Linked DNA regions of Mus musculus: region 2 is linked to region 1. A link is a contact called in public Hi-C data. All regions are on one chromosome and are shown on one strand. The core of a region is the stretch at or near the end of the contact, and the rest is flanking DNA. Distances in the headings are between cores, read along the strand shown. Region 1 holds the start of Car2 (carbonic anhydrase 2). Region 2 holds the start of Pde7a (phosphodiesterase 7A).

Region 1 (6,691 bases), core at 2,510-5,009:
CAGTGCAGACTGCTGTGAAGTGTTTAGAACTGCATTGCTGGATACACGCTTTTAGTAAGTTAATTTTTTAGAATTGTGTTGGTAAATTAATACTTTTAGTAAGTTTAGAATGTAAAAACTCAAACACACTAATTAAATGCTCCTTTTCCATTCAAGTTAGTGGCACAGAAAAGACAAACTATTATTTTTTTAGTGAAAAAGTATTATAATAATCATTATATTATTTATTCAGACGTGAAACCATGCCAGGCCTTTGAGATCTTCCAGACCCTCTTTCTTATAATGATATTCTGGAGTAGAATTCTCCCTCATCAGTTTACAATGGAGCAGGGGAAGTTGCAAGAGACTGCCTATGTTGCTCAGGGCTATACTGAAGCCCTATCGTGGACTCCACTCACACTGAAAGCTTAAATCTAATTTCACAAATGGGGACTTCTCCCGATGATAACAGGGACACTAACAGAGGAGTTAATAACACAGGAAGCCACAGCTAAGCCACATAAGTGAAATTTATCACTCAGCAGCCCTGGGTATGCTATATGTATTCCACACATGAACATGGAGGCTTGAAGACTAGAACAAATCATGCAGGCTTATGTAGAAGGTAAGACCTAGAGACACAGTACAAATCCACAAAACCTGGCTCTCATTCCTTAAGAGGAATGCTGGTAGGTTCACAGGCCAAAAGGGAAGCCAGAGCCAGAGTTTCCATATCAAAGGGACTTGGATCTTTTTCTGGAAGTAATTCTTAGAAAGACACACAGAAAGGCACAGGTAGCAAGAGTCACCCAGACCCTCCGTCTTGTCTGTAAAATGAAGAGATGAATTAGATTGCCTAAAGCTCCTAATTGTCTTAGTTCTAGTCTGTGTTATTCTCTCCTTTGCATCTGTCCCCTGGCTTCCTTGTACACTTAAACAGAAAACCTCTCCTTGGTACAGTGGTCTGTACTGCCCTTCTGGCTGCAAGTCCTGCCTGGCTGATGTCACTGCTTGTCTTCTTTTTCTTCATCCCAGTGATAAAGCTAGAAACTTCTTTGAGCAGGCTTTTATACTGACTTCTTGTATGTGAGCTGTTCTGTTCCTGGTCCTTCCTTACTGGTTCTTTAAGGGCTTCCTTCAGCAGGGCTTCTAGGACTCTCGGTGTGAGAGTGGCCTCTTATCCTGTGCCACTCTGCCTCATCCCTGGCTCTCGAGCTTCACACTCATTGGCACGGCTGGAATTCACCTTGCTTGTGTTTGCTCACTGTTCCCTACAGCCTCCACATCCACTCATCATGGACTCCAAGAAGATCGGCATCAAGTTGACATGGTAGCGGCCCAAAGTAGCACTTGAGATCTTGGGAAGTGAATGGGTTTACCTTATGTAGCCCCCCAACATATGGAAAATATGTAGCACTTAGTAGTAGCTCAATTAATACAATTGTAAAAATGATAACTCATATTTAATAAGCCATAATTGTTGGCATAATGTCAAGCCTTTTTTTACATGTTATGGCACCTAGTTTTCACCATGACCTTATGATATGAATACCATTATTATCTTAGTATTATGGGTGACATGCTGAAACTTAATTCAGAGTCACCTTAGGGTACATGCTGAAAGCATATATATATATATATATACACATATATATATATACATATATATATGTGTGTGTGTGTGTGTGTGTGTGTGTATATATATATATATATATATATATATATATATATATATCCCAGTCAGCTGTCAGCTGGAGGCTTTCTCTTTGGCCAGATGCTTACTTTTGATATAGTTTGCATTGTGTTTTATACAGCTCTGTTTAGGATAAACTTCAAAGCCGTAATTTTCTGATGGCTTCAGGTGGCAGGTGATTAATGTGCACTCACTAACTTAATTCTTACAACAGTCCTAACTGGGTGTAATTATTCTCACTTCCCACATGAGCAAGCAACAGCAAATTAGGATGATGGTTTACAAACTGATGATTAAATAGTTCTATCAGCTTAGAAAACTGCATCATAGACAGTAGGCTAGGGACATGTCTACATACAGGACTCTAGGAGTCCTAAGAAGTGAATGGCTGTTAGTCTCACTAAAAACTTAATACTTTAATGACTATGAAACTATCTACTTATTTCATTAATTATTGAATAAATCATATATTTCTTTGTAAAATATATTAACTAGCTAGATTTAGTGTAAATCAAATGCTTTGTCATTTTGTTTTAAAATTTTGTTCTGATTTATCTCAAAGACTTTTTGTTATCATAATTGGAACATGTCTTAGTAACTTTATATGTTTTTTTTCTGATTATGTTATATATACCCATATATATGAATATATGTGTGTATATGTACATATGAATATGTATATGTACATATGAATATACATACATATATACATAAATTTCCCCCACCTCCTGGGTTAGAAGGAAGTACATTTCTTCCCTCTAAAAACATGAATACATAAGCATTGGTTTTATTTTTACAAGCCCAGTGTTACTATCTGGCAGCCAGTGAATGACTGCCTGGGAGGAATGTCCCCAGTACAGCAGAGCTAGACAGTGACTGATCCACATGATACTATGAAGTCATCTCCATCATGAAGACCTGACAGAAAGAAAATGCCTACAGCCTCTGTAATTTGAAAAGAAAATGAATATGAGATATAATACCTGATGCTCTCTTGACTGTCCAAAGGTGGGCAAGGAGACTCCCTAGCAGGAGCCTGGCTCCCACTAAAACGTACCAGACAGGATGAGGATTCCCGTAGCTGCAACCAGAATTGGTGGGGTCTGAAGCCTTGAGAAGCACTTCATCAAAATCTGTTCTTATTCCACGCACGGTAGTAATGGAACAGGAAATGGGAAACCCCTAGCAAATTGTGCATCTCTAGTGTCACAGATGCAAGGGACTATTTGTGAATTGCACTTTGTAATGGTCCTATAAAACATTCTTCATCAAAAATTTCTTTTGACATCAACCTGAAGAGTCTTGTATAGAGAAGACCATAATTTTCTGAGTCTTAGTATAAGAACAAGGAGATCTACATGTGCATCATCTTTGTGTGGCACTGGGTGAAATAAAGGCACATGATGAGTCTGAGAACACTTAAAATGTAGTCAGATATTTTTCATTATACTTACACATAGATTCTAATATATAGGTAATGTGATGTCTAGGTGCCTCCATAGAAACACAAAAAAACTGTACCCTTCTCAATTTGAATTCTAAATAATATGGCCTCAGGTCCACAATAGATTCAATACAAAAAAATTGTTCTCAAAGTCAAATAAGAAAAAAAGTGTTAGGTGAAGAGAAATGTTTAAATAAAAATACACAAAAAGAACATTGAAAGGTGTGTCCCCGGGACACCCACGGTCCCTGGGAAGCCATACAGCTACCTTTCTTTTCTATTTTTTAAGTTTTGTGTTTTTTGTTTTGTTTTGTTTTGGGGGGGGGGGGTTGGTTTCGGCTTGTCAAATACAAATTCCTTTGCCAGGAAGGGGAAGTTCTCATCTCCTTGGAAGACATTTTTAAAATCCAATTCCAAAAAGCAAAGCGATTTTTGAGAATTGTTGGTTATGTTACATCAACAGTTCGGTGCCTAGGGTTAATTTGTGGAGCAAGCGGGAAGCTGGAGGGCGCCCTGGCGGCAAAGCCGGGTCGTCTTCCCGCAGCCCGGCAGCAGGGGGCCCCCCCGCTTCCCGCTCCCGGCTCCAGGATCCCCGCTCCCGGAGCCTCTAGGACGCTCCCCGCCCAAGGTCAAACTCCGCAGCCGCGTGCGTGCGGGCCGCGGCCGGGTGGCCGGCTGGCCCGCCAGCTCTGGGAAGCGGAGCCCCGCTGTGCGGGCGGGTGACCAGGTCGGTGCTCACAATGGGGCTGGGGAGTAGGGGCGCCGGCCCGCGAGGCTGCGCAGCGCCGGGGCGAGCTGGAGAGCGCGCAGCTGCTGCAGAGCGGGTCGGACGCAGAAGCGGAGAGCAGCCGGAGGGCGCCCCGCCCCAAGCAAGGTGCGGGGGCCCTCGAACACCGAGGCCTCCGCCTGTCACCTCTGCCTGTCACCTCCGTCCGCCACCTCCACGGTCTCCTCCCCTTGCTCAGGTCCACTCGGTCCCTCCCCTGGGCCGCCCAGAGCACCAAGTTGGCGGGAGCCTATAAAAGCCGGACGGTGCGACCCGCGACACACACTGCAGGACCGCTAGACGGACGACAACTTCTGCTCTGCCCCAATCACCGGCGTGACCATGTCCCACCACTGGGGATACAGCAAGCACAACGGTGAGTGGGGAGGCCGCGCGCTCCGGGCCGCGCGCTCCGGGTCTCGGCTCAGGCACCTGCCTCGCTCCGCAGATCCCGGAGCGCAGCTTGGATGCCGGGTCTCCGCTCTGGTACGTCCCTGGCGCCCGACTCAGAGCGCTCTCTAGGATCTGATCTCAAACTTGCTTGGCCGCGCACAGGGGTTGGGAGGGATAACCCAACGCAACACCCGACGACAATACCTATCGGGACCACAGCCGGTCACCCAAGGCTAACCTAGGCAGAATCGAGCAAGGGTTGTAACTAACATTTTACTTGTGTGTAGCAGAAAGGTTAAGGGGAAACACTTGTCCCCTTCACGTCTGTATCTGCTGCACTGTGGCTAAGATTCCCAGCGCACTTTGTTGTGGCATCTTCTGGAGCCCGTTTGGGTCTAATTGCGAGTTTTCCATGCATCTTTCAACTTCTAGTGTTAGAAGGTCAATCGCAGATACCTAGACGTCTTCCAGATCAAAGGCCTTGGTATATGACGCCATCTGAGGGGAAAAGAAGGTGCACTGGCTTGTGGTTGTGTGAACTTCCCAGCAAAGATAGTTCTAAAGGAGGGGCCTGAGCCTGAGTTTTGGTCTATACGGTCTTTACTGTCACCTAGTGTGGCAGCACGAGGTTCTCAGACCTGTTATAATGCCTTAGAATCTATGTTCCAAACTCAGTCACAAGAGGGCTTATATCCCCAGTCAGACCACTCTGTTTTCAGTAGTTCTGTCTAGTATTAGTCACCGAATTTGAGTGAAAAGATCTCAAAATTGCTAACGCTTGTCTGACAATGTTAAGAAATAGATGTATATTGACTCTAATTTTCGTGTTGGCCTTATGAGGTAGACTTGGAATATTATTACCCCATGTTACAAATAAAAGGACTGAGGCACATTTTGTTTTCCTAAATGTTAAGTTAGTATCACCTCCGAATGTTGAACTGAGCAGACTGTCTAGAAACACCAGTGGCTTCCGGTGGCTGGTGTCTCCCTTCCCACAGCAATGACCTAACAGCTCTCTTCTCATCTCTAGGACCAGAGAACTGGCACAAGGACTTCCCCATTGCCAATGGAGACCGGCAGTCCCCTGTGGACATTGACACAGCAACTGCCCAGCATGACCCTGCCCTACAGCCTCTGCTCATATCTTATGATAAAGCTGCGTCCAAGAGCATTGTCAACAACGGCCACTCCTTTAACGTTGAGTTTGATGACTCTCAGGACAATGCAGGTCAGTGTTTAGGAAAACATCCATCGGGCTTTTTAGCCAATAGTTATTTTCGGTCTTAATGGAAAATACAGGGACACCGGCAGGAGGTCCCTGCCACCACAATTTGTGTCCGAAAGCTGAGATGTCACTCTGATTTCTTTCATAGGTCCTAGAAGTAGGCTAATTACTGTGAAGTGTCCTCAGGGACTGTCAGATATGTAGGGCATCAGGCAAGGTGCCTGTGGGATGTCACAGAAAGCAAGTCAGGTCTTTAGCAATACAGAAACCAGGGAATTCACGAAATTTTAAACTTTTAAGATTCCCTTTAACACATTTGTCCTCCTAGATGAGAGCTATCCTCAGTAGGTATGACCTAATGTGTACTGCCTTCAAGTCAGTAGCGCAGAAAGTGATCATAATCTGAATATTTAAAAGGTTGAAGCTCTTGGTAAATATTGTTTGTATTTGTCAGTGTTGACATAGGGTGAGTATATAAAGATATAAGTATCTCGTTCAAAAATTTATTCCACAGTGAAGATTTTTCAGAGTTGTTTGGATATGCTTAGGCAGTTACTGAAAAAAAAAAAATCCAATTACCATAATTTATTTGTAATAGGGCCTGCTGACAGGATGCTGGTGAATGCTTTCTTCTTTATTTAGAAAATGGAGACCCAGTCCCATTTAGACACAGTGGCTGCCTTTACGGCCTGCTGGTTGACTTAATTGCCAGTGTCCTATTTTCCTGAATATTTTCCTTTGAAGGTCGCTGAATGAAATGGGCCTGTAAACACATTGTTTGCTAGTGGATTGGAGGAAGGGGTATTTTAGAGGGAAAGGACAAAGACAGAGGAAACAGCTACTATTGCTGTCAGAGTTGGAGCTAATGACCATGCTGAATAATAGCATGCTATATAATGTATAATTAAAGTATTACAATCAGGCGGGCCATTATGTTTCAAAAGCAGCAGAGAAATCTCAAATACCTCAGTCAGAATTAACAGCTGAAGAAAGGTGGGTTTTTAGTAATCCCAGCACTAGGGTGGCAGAGGCAGGCAGATTTCTGAGTTCAAGGCCAGCCTGGTCTACAGAATGAGTTCCAGGACAGCCAGGGCTACACAGAGAAACCCTGTCTCGAAAAAGAAAAAAAAAAAATCTCTTCTCCAGTGCAGGGGTTTTCGAACCTGACAAGTCATTCAGGGTTGGTCAGTT
Region 2 (6,691 bases), core at 2,101-4,600, 4.4 Mb after region 1:
GAGACTTTGTTTCCCATCTCTCCCTTGTGGTATGTCAGCTGTCAACTAGCACTTCTACAGGGTGAATGACCTATAGCTGCTTGTAATTCCATTTCAGATTACCTGCTGCTTAGAAAAGTTTGCTCAGCCTCGTTGGCTCTGAGATGATGCCCAGATCTATGTTGGTTGCTTAGAGTCTTGTTTTAAGTTTTATTATTGTGACTGTGTGTGTGTGTGTGTGTGAGAGAGAGAGAGAGAGAGAGAGAGAGAGAGAGAGAGAGAGAAAGAGAGAGACTGAGACTTGATACTACAGCTAACATGTGGAGGCTGGAGGAGAACCATGGAAGCAGTTCTACTGCCTTTATATGGTGCCTGAGGACTGGACTTGGGTGGCCAGGCTTCTGTGATCTGGTACCATGTGCCTTTGCTATCTGCGCAGTATTTTTCTGCACGTTGTCTGGGTCATTTTTAGTCTACAATTACATGTTTGAAACCAAATTTTGGATAAATGAGCCATTACTGTACATATTGTACCACTGTTTCATGTTTAAAATTGATACTCAACTTAGTCTGAGGTACTCTCATCTATTCATTCCCTTAAATATTTATTAATTTCCTACTATGAACTGCACTCTAATACTGAAGTCAAAATGAACTGAAATGATAACTAGTTTTGAATATATTTTCAAATAGAAAATTTGTAAATAAATTCTACTTAGAAACTAAAGAAAAAACTTAAATACATTTTTTTTTAAGACTCTTAAATAAAATCACAAAACCATCTAAACTTCTTCCAAATTCTGTAACGTTTAGCTTAGGAACCAACGATTCAAGGGTATGGCAGCTTGTGAGTCAACCAAATGCTTGTTTTAAAGAGCACTGAATAAGATTCTAAGATTATCTACCTCGTTTTTCCCATGACATATTGCCATCTATCCCCAAAGCATTCAGTTTCACTACACGATTTACTACTAAGTGATACTAAGTGATGGTAACCCATGTCAGCTCGAGTGAGGTACCCTGTTATGTTCACCAGGAAAAAGGTATGTATTCACTAAGAAAAGTTCTGTCTCAGCCTAAGGAGTTCCCACATACTCTCTTGGAGATCTGGAAGTTGTTTATAAGTTTTAAAAGCTAGTAAAATCGGTGTAATTCTATAGAATTTGTGGTTTGTTGCCACAGTCACAGTTTTAAAATTCCACTACCCATTTAATCTTAGTCTAGGGGTGGGCAAAGAAAACTGAAGCTTAAATTGTTTTTTGTGTGGTAATTAAGATACTAGGTAAAGCTCTTGGGGTCAGTTTTGTTTTCAATCCCTTGATCTTCCCTCTCAGGAAGCAGGGACATGTAACACATATTTCATAACTTTAGATAAAGTGTGCCTTACTATTTATATGTAAGTGAAAGTGGGTGTTCGTCATGTCTGCTGATCTCAGGAAGAAAACAGTATTTAGAAATGAAAGTTACTTCCATTAAAGACCTTTAATTACTATTATTGAAAACCTTCTCCTGAGTGCTTTAATATATTTTGATATTATTCTGGAACTTTAAAACGTGTTAAGCAATAATAAAAAATACAGTTCACAAACTACACTTCAAAGTAACAAAAGTATTATTTGAAATTCCACTTAGTATTTTACACTGAATTCTTTAGCATACTACCTTGTATCAGAAGAGTCTGACCTTAAATAAAGAAGAACTCTTTGAAAGGAAACTCACACAGAACCTCCTGCTCTATCTTGCAGGCCAAAAAGGAAAAAGAAAAAAAGGCAAATGACAAATAGAATTTACTGGCGATCTACTATAAGCAAAATCTCTAAAAGATGCTGTCCATTCTAACTGTCTTTAAAATTTCCTTTCTTATAATACAATATAATTGAAGGGAGAAACAGTGTGCTATAAAGGGTAAAGAAATACTAAGCAATAGAAAAAAATAAGAATACTTTATTTTACGAAATGAATACGGGACCTAGGGCAATGGCTCAGGCCTGGTACTTGGAAGTCTGAAGCAGGAAGATCATGAGTTAAAGGCAAGACTGAACAATTTAGAAAGGCCCTGCCATAAACAAGCACACAAATAAACGAATGAATGGATGGATGGATGGATGGATGAATGGCTGAGGCTCACTGATTGGAGTCTAGACCAGCAAATGTAAGCACACTCCTCCAGTACCCGTCCCAAAAGTAATCTCATAAACACAGAACTTCTGGCAGCAGGCAATGAGGGCACCAGGTTCATATGTAAACAAAGTAAAATTCTTCCTCTTTATTCTAAATCTGGCAACCAAATTTAACCCAACTAAAGAGCTGAGCCAAGGACGTCACAGAAAAAAATTTTTTTTTTTTTAATGTTCAACAGCAACTGGTGTTGGGCCATCGGAAACAAAGTCCTTTGTGAATGCTCATCAGTGGTTTCTGAACTAAAGCCGCCTTTATCAAGCGAGAAAACTGATTGGAAACCATCAACTTTGCACACTAGTTCCTGACACCTAGGCCCCTTCCCTACAAAGCAGCAGTTCGCAGTTCGGGTGAGGACCACAATGGGACCACTAGGCCTATTGTTCTGAGAAACTCAGCACCCGCAGCGCTGCAAGGCTCGAGAACCTGCACAGGTGTGGGGGAGGGCTAGGGGGTGGGGGGCGAAAAGGTGAGCTCAGGGTCATGACTAAGGGGACAAGAGGCCCAACTGGTAGGAGACACAGAGAAAGGAGGGGAGGATAAAGTCATGGCTTGGGGCTACCAGCGGGCGTGACGGGTTAGCCGCGGCGAGGGTCGCAGAGGCCAGGGGCACCGAGCACAGCCGAGGGTGAAAGACTCCGGGAAGGGGAGGCCAGCCTACCGAGGCGGGAACAATGGCCCGAGTCCCTCCAGAAGACAAAAGCACCGAGCTGCGGGCCCCGGGGCGGCGGTTACCTGCGAGAGCTGCCGGGGATGCGGGCAGCCGAAGAGCGCGGAGCTGGAGCTGAAGCTGATGGCTCCTCGGCGGCTGAGGACGTGCTGGGGGACCGGCCTGTCCAGGGGCAGCACCGGCAGCTGGTAGCATACTTCCATTGAACACGTCCGCCTTGGATCCGCGCGGCGCCCGCCAGTCCGCGGTCGCCCGCCCCTGCGCTACGAGGGGGCCGCGCCGCGGGGACCCGGGGCCGAGGCGCGCGCGGGGCGGGCGGCGCTAGTGGCCGCCGACGCCTCCCGGCCCTCCGCGCGGCTGGCGGCGGGAAGGGCTGCAGCGGGCTCGGGAAGCCGGGCGGGCGGCGTTAAAGGGGAACCCGCCGCCCAGGCGCTCCGCGGCGCGAGAGCTGGCCCGGGCCGCGAGCACGGGCGCGGAGCGTAGAGCAGTTCGGCCGCCGGAGCCCTGCCCCCTCCCCTCCCCCGAGCCTCACTCCGCTCCGCCGCCGGCGCGAGCCCGGCGTAATTCACACTTTGCAGCAGCGGACCCTGCGCCAACCACGGCCGCCGCCACCGTGACGTCACGACGCCGCGCCGCATGCCCCGCGCCCCGCGCCGCCGCCGCGCCCAGGAGCCCGCCGGCTGTCCGGACAGGGCTGCTCGCGTCCGCTGCGCTAGGCGCCGCGCCGCGCCGCGCCGCGCCCCGCGCCCCCCCGGCCCCTCCCGCCTCCCCGCAGCTCCCTCCCCGCAACCCGCGGCGCGTGCGCAGGAGAGTTACGTGGGGCATCCTCGGGCGCACCGACCCGGAGTTTGTTCGGCCTACCGGATCGGCGCTGTTTCGTCCGACAGATCCAAAATGCCCAGAGCACCGGGCGCCCTCTCCGTGCTCCGCCCGTCGGGGCACCGCGCGCGTCCCCTGTGGAATTCCCGTACTAGGGCGTCGCGGGAGGCCGCTGCGGCGGTGACGCCAGCAGATCTCGGGGGCTCAGTGCTCCCGCTATGTCACCGTCCGTGCCCTACCTAGGCAAGGTTCCAGTGGCTTCCCTTGGCAAGTGAGGCCCCAGACTTTCGGGGCCTGCAGAGCAGAAAAAGACCAAAAACTCCCGAGCGAGAAGGAGGGTCTTTGGATGGAGAAAAGTGAAATTCTGCAACCAAGAAAATGAGAAATGACGATATTGGGAAGACAAAGATGACAAAGAGACCAAAAGTTCCCCTAGCCAACCATCGCCCTTCTTTGTTAGTGTTTGCTGGCTAGGATGTAAGAGAGCTTTTCACCTGTTTTGGTAAGGTGAGGATATAATTTGCTTGTTCTTTTAAGTTTCTGCCCCAAACTGCCAAAGCTTTTCTGCAGGAGCCGACTGTTTCTGATGCTTTGAGCATCAGATACTTTTAGCATGAACGAGCTCCACACCCCCACCCCCACCCCCGCCCCCTGGCAAAATAGATTTGGATCATTTCTCAGGGCATCTAGTCTCCCAGTTATTTAAGATTGGCAAGGTGGCAGGTCTTAGAAGAAGTACAGTGCTGAGCCTGGGCTTAATGATGCTATAAATTGAGTACCGAGTGTACATGATCAGATAAACGGACAAAGGTGGAAGGTGTATTCTTTTATTATTTAAACCTCGTGCCCCTGTGTATTTTCTACATGCCAGGTCTTCATCATGTTTTACGATCCGTTCTGTGTCATGGAATTTGCCTTCACTAGATGAAGAAGCACTAATGAGATTCTTTTAGTGCAGCAACTGATCTCACTGCTTTTGAAATCCTAATTAGTCCCTGTAGTAGATGTGTTAAGCATCTCACTTGGGATTACACCGAGCACTGTGGGCCACTTAGTCTTCAGAAAGTCGTTTATCAGCTGACTAAATTGGAAGTAGATTCCTAGAAACAAACTTGCCCTACACCTAGGACAGATAAATCTCAAGAACTAACCTCAAGTGATATGTACGGACATGGTGGTACAAACCTGTAATCGCTGCCTTTGGAAAGCTAGGGCAACACGATGAAGAGTTGAGAGTTAAAGATAAGCTCAAGTATCATAGTGAGTTCAAAACCAGGCAGACTACATAGTGAGATTCTATCTCAAACAACAACAACAAATTTGAGTACCTCTACACAAAGTTGATACTGGTAAAATTTCATTGAGTAAAATATACCACATTTAGTAATATCCAAATATTTGATTAATTAAATAATAAGACTCACTACTAAATAGGCAACTAAACAGTACATTTCCAGTAAGGTCTATTTCAGGGTCCTTGTTTGAGCCAAGAGCCCTGGCAGGTATTTTATATACAGTATTTTTACCCAACACATAGTAATTTGATCTTATTTATACAAATGAGCAGTCCCTTTCCAAAACTAAGTCACTTCCTTAGTAAACGCTGGTCTGACTTGAGAGCCATGTCTTCCACCATAGCATGCAGTATTATGTTTTCTGTATTGTTGGGAAGGCATTAGGGTGCATCAGAGGAACTCCAGAAAGGGTGAGGGGAGATGTTAAAGAGAGATTTCAAGAGATTGGCTCAAGATTGCTAAAGCTGATGTCTAGAGAGTAGATGGACAGACAGACAGTAATAGTGGACTTTGCATTCTGGGATCTGAAACTGATAAGAGAAAACTGCCAGGCTGAAAAGATAGGCAGGATTTCTTTCTATGCTGGAGTCTTCAGAAAGAAAGTGCAAATCTTCACTCTTAAACCCTTTAACAGAATAGACAAGGCCCAGCCACTTTGAAGAGGGTAATCTGCTTAACATCTAGAGATTAAGTGTTGCCAGCATCTTGACCTATGTTGGGCCAAACAACTGGATGTTACAGCCTAACCAACATGGCACAAAATGAACCACCACAGAGAGAAACTTTAAACTTAAGTAATGAAAGAAATCCCTTTACCTAAAGCAACAAAAAATAAAGAAATAGAAAAGAAAATCAAGATCCATACAAAGGATGCTTTTATACTTTTATATGCTAGTATGTTTTATACTATACTATACTATAATGTAGTGGAATACACAAGACTTGGATGTTTAACAAGAATGTCCTCTGAATATACAGACTTACAGCACTTTAACATGACCATGGAACATAACATAGTCCAGTGTATTTTAAACAAGATGATTCTAAAACTGCCCAAAGAAGATGGTTACTTAGTACAGTGCTATGAAATAGCAAAGTATGAATATGGATCAAAGAAGCAGAATCACTAAAAGTGGTGCAAAAAGGATTTATTGTAGAGATGTGTTACTATACCAGGCTTTCTGATGGAGAAGCTGGTGTGGTAAGGTTAGGAAGGAATGATTACAGGCTTATAGAAAAGCCACTAAAGTGGCAGCAGGGAGGGGACCTAGTAAAGAGGTTTATGAAAGCCTTCAGCTTCAATGTCTGGTAGTGAGTGTGAAGTCACTAGGCAGCTGCAAAGAAGTCAGAGGCTTGGACAAGTTGTGATCTATGAGAAGAAAATTGGAACCCTTGTTGTTTCCTCACTGTGTCTCACCCCAGTGACCCAGAAGATGCTCGTGCTGTTAGCTAAGGAGCTAGCCCTGGACACAGAGAATAGAGATGCTTCAGGCCTGGGGTACTACTCCTTACCATGAGGCAAGTTGACAGAACAAGACATTTGCACAATGTCTACAATGTTCTATAGACCTTCCACATATAATGACTTCATATCCACCTTTCAAATCTTGCAAGTCTTTGCTATGGGTAGCTGAAACCAGAGCCATAAAAATGGGGCATGGGGGATGGGGAAGAAGGCAACGTCTGGGAAATGCAGACCTAGTTAGCAAAATTGATTATCAGGGCAGAATCACTCCAGATCTATCCATGT

Evidence for each region. Hi-C and Micro-C count contacts between places; a contact is called where the count stands out from the background.
Region 2: a contact with region 1 is called in a Hi-C map of the G1E-ER4 cell line, with 8 times the contacts expected there. The contact joins the promoter of Pde7a here to the promoter of Car2 in region 1. A contact is called at or near these places in 1 of 39 promoter capture datasets (pre-B cells) and 1 of 484 Hi-C or Micro-C datasets (the G1E-ER4 cell line).

The regions. Positions count from the first base shown.
Region 1 is chr3:14,882,529-14,889,219 of GRCm38.p6, forward strand. Car2 (carbonic anhydrase 2) reads left to right here and starts at 3,760. Exons shown (of 7, transcript NM_009801.5): 1 at 3,760-4,258; 2 at 5,306-5,503. The coding sequence starts at 4,225.
Region 2 is chr3:19,307,972-19,314,662 of GRCm38.p6, forward strand. Pde7a (phosphodiesterase 7A) reads right to left here and starts at 3,351. Exons shown (of 13, transcript NM_001122759.2): 1 at 2,893-3,351. The coding sequence starts at 3,030.